Linked DNA regions of Danio rerio: region 1 is linked to region 2. Evidence: chromatin contacts called from public HiChIP or PLAC-seq data. All regions are on one chromosome and are shown on one strand. Each heading gives the region's core, a stretch centred on a gene start, on an enhancer-like site or on the middle of the called end of the contact. The rest is flanking DNA. Distances are from core to core; before and after follow the strand shown.

What was found. HiChIP or PLAC-seq counts read pairs in DNA pulled down with a chosen protein or histone mark.
Region 1: a contact with region 2 is called in an H3K4me3 HiChIP or PLAC-seq map of embryo, with 4 times the contacts expected there. The contact joins the promoter of serinc2l here to the promoter of phactr4b in region 2.

What each region holds. Positions count from the first base shown.
Region 1 is chr16:37,707,582-37,712,121 of GRCz12tu, forward strand. It overlaps serinc2l (serine incorporator 2, like), which reads right to left and starts at 2,693. Exons shown (of 10, transcript XM_009292505.5): 1 at 2,567-2,693. The coding sequence starts at 2,605.
Region 2 is chr16:37,513,510-37,518,250 of GRCz12tu, forward strand. phactr4b (phosphatase and actin regulator 4b) reads right to left here and starts at 2,620. Exons shown (of 15, transcript NM_200670.1): 1 at 2,549-2,620.

The DNA of each region.
Region 1 (4,540 bases), core at 1,443-3,942, 190 kb after region 2:
TAAAATCACTAAACTCTACACTACCATACCGAAGTCTTTTCGCCTATCCAAGTTTTAGGACAACAAATAATAACTTGACTTCTAGTTGATCATTTGGTATCAGAAGTGGCTTATATGAAAGGCAACGGCCTCTAGATTACACTTATTTAACTAAAATAAAACATGATCATGCATTGACTTTTAATTACTTCATTAGGACAGTAAAGTCTGACTTTGCTTAGACAAAAATCTTTTCACTTATCAGAAATAATGAACAGTATAGAATATAAAGTCATGGTGCAGTGGAAAAATAATTAATATTGTGCATGACTCCCCTGAGTTTGGACGACTGCATCCATACATCTCTGCAATGACTCAAATAACTTTTTAATAATGTCATCTGGAATGACAAAAAAAGTGTTCTAGCAGGACTCCCAGAGTTCATCAAGATTCTTTAGCTTCATTTTCAATGCCTAATATTTTATCTTACCCCAGACATACTCAATAATGTTCATGTCTGGTGACTGGCCTGGCCAATCCTTAAGTACCTTGACATTCTTTGCTTTTGGGAACTTTGATGTGGATGCTGAAGTAGGAGAAGCATCACTACCCTGCTGAAGAATTTGCCCATTCCTGTGGTTTGTAATATAATGGACAGCACAAAAGTTTTGATACCTCAGGCTGTGAATGTTGGCATCCACTCTGCAGATCTCTCGCACACCCCCATACTGAATGTAATCCCAAGCCATGATTTTTTTCTTCACCAAACTTGATTGATTTCTATAATAATCTTGGGTTAATGCAAGTTCCACTAGGTCTCCTGCAGTATTTGTGATGAATGGGATTCAGTTCAACAGATGATTCATCTGAAAAATCTACTTTCTGCCACTTTTCCAAATGATCAACTAGAAATCAAGTTATTATTTGTTGCTTTTACAACTGTGATCAACCACAATACTTTTGTCAGGTGTAGACCTCTGGTAGTAGCTAGAATAATATAGGCTGCCAAAAGAAGTAGACTTTAGCACCAAAACTCTGGAAAGTTTTTCTGATAATGATCAGGGTCCATTACTTTAAATTAATAGAATATTGTTATCTTGGATTGCCTTTTAATGACATTTATGAATTAATATGTACAGACAGAGAAGACTAAAGATGGGTTTGTTGACTTCAATTAGGCAAGAAACAGTCTGGAAATTACTGCTTAAGACTTTGACCCCATAAATGCAGTCATGCATTCTTTATAAAAGTTAAAGTAAGGAAATTCACTGTGACTGTTACTCATGCTAGGAATGGTTGGTCAGCTGAACACACAACGTTGATGTCCAAGAATCACAAAAAATGCCATTGTTACTCAGATTTGTCAAAAGCTCTATGACTGAACAAGTAACTAGGATTCTAGACTGCTCAGAGAAGATATGAGAAAAGGTGAATCTTACTGGCACAAATGATACATGCTGAAAACACTGCTTTTACTGTAATCAGTAACTGTAATATAAATTGGAGGGAACATTTTTGGCTATATTTGAGTGCGGTAATAAAACAAGAACTGTAGAGATTCTGTGAAATAAACAGCAAGAGAAAGTAGGTCAAGCAGCATATCAAGGATTCCAAATAAAAACTAAATCTACTAACTGATGAAACTTAAGATGTTTTTACAATAGTTATGTGGAAACCTTGATCCTAAAAATCAGCATACAAAAGTAGTTCACTCTGGTAATATTTAAGCTAGGATGGTTTCCTGTAATGTCATATTTCATCATCTTTTTCCAATAAACAACATTGGTGTTGGAAAAAACGCATATTACACAATAGCTATTATAACATACTCTCTGTTTCAAAAATAACTTTTGCGTAATAACATTACCTTAGAAATAGATCAGAGCACTATTATACTAAAACTAATTCATTGTTTGCATTTCTGTCCATGGAAAATGGGCAAGGTTACAGCTAAAATGTGTTACTCTCATTTACGAAATCTAACGTTAAGCGTTTAAAACCTGTTTAACCTGATATGAACTAATCATCAAAACACTAACGTTACTTCTACATTTCTAAGTACACCCAGTGTCATAAACATGGATTTGTCTTGACTGATGTTGGTTGCTGTAATGGTATTCAAGCCATTACTATTCAGTACGTTATGAAAGACCAATGCTAAAGACTTGCTACAAGTAAATGTTAACACACTTCCGACGTTCTTCAAAACCAAACAATTTATATTATATTCTGTGGTCGTCTATTTCGTTATTGTTTCGTTATATTACGTCTTATCAGTCTGTATTTTCTGTCTACCGATTTAGCGATAATGTCAGATGAAAGCTGACGGTTTCCATAATTATAATAGTTAACAAAAACATATTTAAATAAAATGTAAATATAAACACACTTCCGTGTCCTGCCGTTTTACAACGAACAGCTCTTCAAAACCACACATTTTCTATTAAGTATGGACGTTTATTACGTTATTTTTATAATACGTTTTCTTAATCTTATCATTCTGTATTTTTGTTCAGTTAACGATTTAGCAAAGCTGTCTTAAGGTAACGTTAGCTCAATTAGCATGGGAAATGAACCGAATACTTACACAGCTCGCAAGAGAACATAAGGCCATACATGCTCCCATTTTGTACTAGAAAAAATTAATAAACGACTCCAAATCTTCCGAGGATGAACTGACAAACAATTACAGTGTGAGATATTTCTTCAGTTCTGACAAGTCGTTCCGTATGTGAAGGTACATATAAAAAATGGCAACTCCACCAATTTCATAATAAAAGTCTTCAGATTTAAAACAGCACGATGCTACATAACTGTTCGCTTTTAAATTCTATAACCTGACTGTAGAAATCTTTGTAATATACTACACAAATATGTTTTCAATTCCTCAAACCAATGAAATAATATATTTTAGCTCAATGTAGTTTTAAATTCTTAAAAAATAATCAGTTAGTTAAATGCAAGTGTTCATTGTTGAGTGTATAAAATTCTACGTCGCCTAAACATATTTATAAAATAAACAATTTTTATGTTTTACAATAATGTGAGAAACAATATTTAAATACCCAAAGAAAAAGGTAGTTTTTCGAATCGTTAAACTAAATTAACTTTACTTAAAACCTTTATTTTGAAACATGTGTAATTCATAGTGTGATTAGTAAACTGTACTACTCCTGTTAAAACAATTAAGTTAATTTTAAATAATTTAATTCTATGACAATTACATTTAATTAATATAGATGATAGTATTTACTGATTATAAATAGCCTATGGTAATCTTTTGAAGTAGGCCAGATTTCACAAGCAGAAGTAATTAACCTACATTCTTGTTTACTTATTGTAATAAACCGTGGAGTGTAAATGGTATTGAATTTATGAACGTGTAACACGATGTATTTAGATAAGAATGACAGATGACCATAAACGTACAGGTGACACAAAGTCTGTGAGTATAGCAACAATTGTGAAATAGATCTCACATTAGTATAATCATATCTTTCACAATAACCTTGAAATTACCATAATTATTTGTAAAAACTAATTCCAGTCAATAATTTAAGTATTGCAAGGTGGGTCACTTGATTTATACAGTTTGCGGATGCCATAGTGGGTATTTTTCTTTTCTTTTCTTTTTTCTTTTTTTCTTTTTTCTTTTCTTTTCTTTATTATTAGAAATAATTGCATGTAATCTTACACTGACATTTATGTTAATCTGACTGGGTTGTTTTCAAGACATTTGACTGTACTAAGGGAATAGAGTCAACATTTTATTATTGCAGTAAACATAATTTTTATAACACAGAGGGCTTTTTTCTGACTTGTTGATTTGAGGACAAACATGCATATTTAAGGATAAAAAATAAATAAATTATTGCTTGGCCCGTTTTGATTGTTTTGACGCGATGCTTGTGTAAAATTACAAGTTTGACTCCCTGAACCTTCTCGCTGTTGCGCACGGTCTCCCCTACTAATAAACGAATGGTATCGCCCTCTTTGCTCCTGTCAGTTATTCCACAGAAAGAAATCACGATCGCAAACGGGAGTCGAGATGTTGTCAAACCTTCGGACTGTGGCAGGTGCTTTCAAAACACGCCGTCTGCCGTGAAAAAGCAGCATTGGTATATCAGTACACGAGAATAATCCGCATCAGTCAGGAACTGTGGATCTCTGGCTCTAGCGCTGGTGAGTTCTCGCCTTCTCTCTATATGCTATTTGAGCTCAGCATGAGCATAATCTTGTGACAGTGCATTGAATCCATTCATTATCACTCTTACCAAAGGTAAAACACTGACACGTTATTTAAGGCTTTGCCTTAAATGTTCATTTCACTGTAGATAAATAATATAATAATGACATACCGAGAGAATGGACACCCTCGACTATAATGACATAAGGGTAATGTAATCCTGAACAAATGAAAGTGCACCGATTAGATTGTTCTCAGTAAAACTGGGCAATTGCGCTATTTGATGATGACAGATCACAGATGTGAGACATGAGGAGACGAGTGTGTCCAATAAACGATTTTACATGAACACCCATGGGCTTTTATACTGCTGTC
Region 2 (4,741 bases), core at 1,370-3,869:
ACTCTGACTTGTGGCCAGCTTGTTTGTAAAGCAGTGGACATTTCAGAAAGTTTGCAGTTTTTTTTTCTCCACTTGTGCAAAGACACCGAGGTGTTGATGAAGCAGATCCAAGAAAAACGCCATCAGCGCTGGTCGGTGACAAACTCTGACCGGCAGTGTCTTTCTTTTCACTCCTTTTGTTTTGCTTACTTGGCAAAATACGTCTGTTAACGCCTGGCGAGTTAACAAATAAGCGTTGCACATTCATGCAGCAAAGTAATAAAATAAAAATAATACTACAAAAATAATAATGTTTAACCATTTAACTGGTACCATTATTTGTTAAAAATGCATTTTTTCGGTTCATGGTTAATCCGTTAAAATGAGTGTCCCTAGTACGGACCAAATTACACACATTTCTAAAACACTGGCAGCTTCAAGTTAGATTTTCTAATGAGATCAGGTTTGAAACTACATTCCTGTTTTGCTTCACACACAAAAGCAGCAACTTTTACTTCCCATAGGGAACTAAATGCTCACAACAGAAGGTCTGTTCCTTCAGTATCTGAATCAATACTGAAATTTTGGAAGATAGTGGACAACTCTATATTTAGAAGCAAAGCAAATAAATACAAAACAGGATATGAATTTTGAGTAAGATCTATTAAAAATGAAACAAATTAGTACAGTGGTTTCTGACTTTATTTTAAAACCCTGCAGAAAACTGGGGAGGCAATGGCAACAGGTCTACAACATTATTTAATAGATAAATAAATTGATTTGTTCAACAAAAGAAGAAAACTCACAAAGTCTTGGAACAAGCGGAGGGATGATACTTTACATTTAGGTGAACTATCCCTTTACATTTTTGGTGCTTTTTTGCCTTTTAATGTGACACTAGGACAGTAATCAGACAGGATACAAATGTGGAGATTGGAAAAAGTTCACAAAATCTGGACACTCAGGGCATAACGATGCTATCTTGGTGCTCTACTCTCATTAATTTAGTTTTGTCTGTGTTTTACTGACATGTAACTTCTCACTTGTGTATTACAAATCAACAAGGATCACAGTTTCAGCTAAAAAGCATATTTAAGATTTTAAAAACTAGGTCATGGAAAAGTCTAAGCATCAGTAAATTAACAGCTGATCTTTGTTTTAGAGTGCATCTCTTCAACATCTACACATTTCCTAATCCTTAGATTTATGAAAAGATACTCATTTTTACACTAAAGATTTCAAACAGATGTGAAATCTCCATGTGTACATCACAACATAGCATTTTATCATACATAACATTATTTAGAACCAGACTTTTAACCAGGGTCCCTACAGGGCATGCAAAGAGAAAAAAACTAATCTAGAAACCATAAAATCTTCATGTTAACTGCTCTGAATAAACCTTAAACCTTAATAGCCTAGTTAAACCTTATATAATTTGGTGTGGTAATTCAAGTTAATGCTCCTAACACTTAAAGAAGTTAATAAAACACATTTTATACCGAGTGCCTTCTTTGCTTAGTGTTTGTTTCCCAAAAACTGAACCCTTCTGTCAGATTTCACACGTTCTCGCGTTTTTCTTGAGGTAGCAGTTCAGTGCGAGTAAGATGCGTTCGCCACAAGTACTACCAATATTACTGAATTACATTAAAACAGCTAAACAACTGTCCTTCACCCTACCTTGCAAGCGGCAATCCATCTCAATCTTTCACTCGCGCGCAGCAGAGAAATCAGAGCTGCACTCGAGCACTGAATGACTGATGCTCTATGGTGGAGCCCCGAGCTGCTGATTTGAGTCCTCGTGCACAAAGAACAAATCAGATGCTCTGGGGATGCGAGATCTTCCTCGACGTTACCCAAGCTGAACAGATCAGTCTCTCTGTATGTGATCAGAATCACACACCGGCTCTCGTAAACATTTCGTAAACATTAGGTTTTGAGTAACAATGGATAAAAGGGAAAAGGCGGTGGATGCGAAATGCTCAGACGCGCGAACTCCTCATCGCTATCACGAACGGACACCAAAACGAGCAGAAAGCGTGGGGTGTTTTTTGCTTCTCCATGTAACGTTATTCTCCCTTTGGAAAACCGCGCACAAATACGGATTCGTAAACATGCATCCCTAGCGCGCAGCCGGGAAGTCAGCTAATCATCCTAATTTTCTCTGATGCGTTAAAGGTTTAGTGTAAATCAGGCAAATAAACGCCAGACTAAAGGGAAAATGCATGCACGGTTCGTTGTGGTCATTGCATGCACTGAATGTTGGGAAAATCGGAACGCGAGCGTGCAGAGATGATGGGGAGCATCACGATGAGCGCAGCGCCAATACAACTTTAACCACAAGAAGTACTGACGCAGTGTTATTCTCATTATAATTAAACACACGTCTGGCGGTGTTTATTAACGAACAGCATATGCCAGAATAAAGTGCTGAATGTGCACAATTGCATTTGTGCATAACACTTAAAACATAACAGAAAGCTGAGATTTGCATGGAAACAACTTTCTTTGCAATGCGACATGTTTAACCTGCGCGTGCGTTATCTGGTTAATAGGTAACATATCTTACCTTCCCCTATTACGTGTAAGGCACTGGCCCTCCTCTTCCCCCAGAGTAGTTTCACTTCATGTACGCAACAACACGGATACTTTTTCCTGACTCTCTTTTTCCAGCCCCCATTGAAACTTTTGCTAAAGATACCGGAAACGCGAGGAATAGGTATGTGGTAATTGTAGTTTTTATGTTGAAGCATGTCCGTCCGGCTCAATTTTACGGCTCAAAACAGTTAACTACATTTCCCATGAGGCGCTGCAGGGGAAACGAACCAATGCAGCCCATTCTACCTCGAAGTTCACAATCACATATTGTATGTTTGTTAATAAATACCCAGTGTGTTGTGAATTATCGTTCACATTTAATGATAGATCATTATTATATTGCTCACGATATTTTTATATAAAGTAAAGCGTAGCACAGAAAAGATAGTAGCTGGTGTAAAATACTGGAGTGTCTGTCTTGTATTTGCTAACATTGGGATAACGACAGAAGTTAGACTGCTGAATGGGACAATCGTTTTAACCTTTTTAAGAACTATATAATGAAAGGACCTTTATTATAAAGTAGGCTACGTGTTAAGAACTCAAGAGGATTAGCCTACAATGGTGATTCACGAGTACAAGAAGTAGCCTAAAAAAATATAAAAAAGTCGATCTACTATGAAAGTTTTTAGTTGGTCTGTGTCGGGGTCAGGGGTTCCCAAGGTGGGGGTCACGGGACAATAACAGGAGGTCCCTTGGTGATTTCCAAAAGTCAAATAAAATGTAATAAACTATTAGAATTGCCATATATTATCCATAACCCACAGAAGATAAAAAAAAAACAACATCGGGCCATCAGCCTTTTGAATATATTTTTTTCATAGGATTGGTGTGTTTACATTAGATTAACAACACATCAATGGTGTCAGATGCAGCAGATTGGTTTTATAGCTCCAGGTTAAGGTTTCTGACTTATGCCAATCAAATACATTAAAAACAAATACAGGTCACAACTGAACATTGAGAATGATTTCTGAGTGGCGGCCTCCAAAATTAAACCAAGAATAGACTTGTACTAAATACATTGTGCACAAAATGGTGAGGTTAATACAAATTAAACAAATTAATAAATAGCTACACTGTAAAACCCAAAAGTTAAGGTAACTCAAACCATTTGAGGAAACCAATTGTAACAAACCATTTAAGTTCAAAAACTAATCAAAATGAGTACTGTGAACTTAATCCATTTGAGTACACAGAACAATTTGATCACAGTAAAACCCAGTGTATTAAGATAACTCAAACCAAGTGAGCTCTGTAAAACCCAATAAGTTAAAGCAACTCAAATCGTTCGAGAAAACCAATAGCTACAAACTATTTGAGTTTAAAAATTAATCCCAATAAGTACTGTGAACTTACTCCATTTGAGTACACAAAGCTATTTGAGAACAGCAAAACCTCAAACCCAACAGTCAACTTTGTCAAATAAAATGTGTAGTTAACTTAAAATTTACTGAATGTTAATTCTACTCATTTGAAAAAAGTTTTGAACTCAGTGTTAAAGGTAATGAGTTAATTAAATACCTCATTACCTCAACTTAAATCGGGTAAGTTCATGATTTTCATATAGATTCGTTTTTTAACTCAAATGTTTTGTAGCAATCGGTTCCTCAAACAATTTGAGTTTCCTTAACTTATTGGATTTTACAGTGCTCAGTTGGTTTGAGTTCTCTTCATGTATCAGGTTTTACTGTGCTTAAACTTCCGTTTACTCAAACGGATTAGGTTCACAGTAGGATTAGTTTTTGAACTTAAATGGTTTGTTGCAATTAGATTGGTTTACTCAAATGGTTTGAGTTACTTTAATTATTTTTTTTTGTTTTACACTATATATTAAGATAACTCAAACCAGTTGAGTACTGTAAAACTCAATTAGTTAAGGCAACTCAAATTGTTTGAGGAAACCAATTGCTACAAACCATTTGAGTTCAAAAACTAATTATAATGAGTACTGTGAACCTACTCCATTTAAGTTGAAGTAATGAGATAACTGGTAGCAGGTGTACAATATTAATGCTCAATCAACACTTACTTAATCACTTCATTCACTCCTTACCTTCAACATTGAGTTCAAAAGAGTAGAATTAACTTACAGAAGTTTTGTGTTAACTACACTCATTTCAATTGATAAATTTAACTGTTGGGTTTTAAAGTAATAAACTCT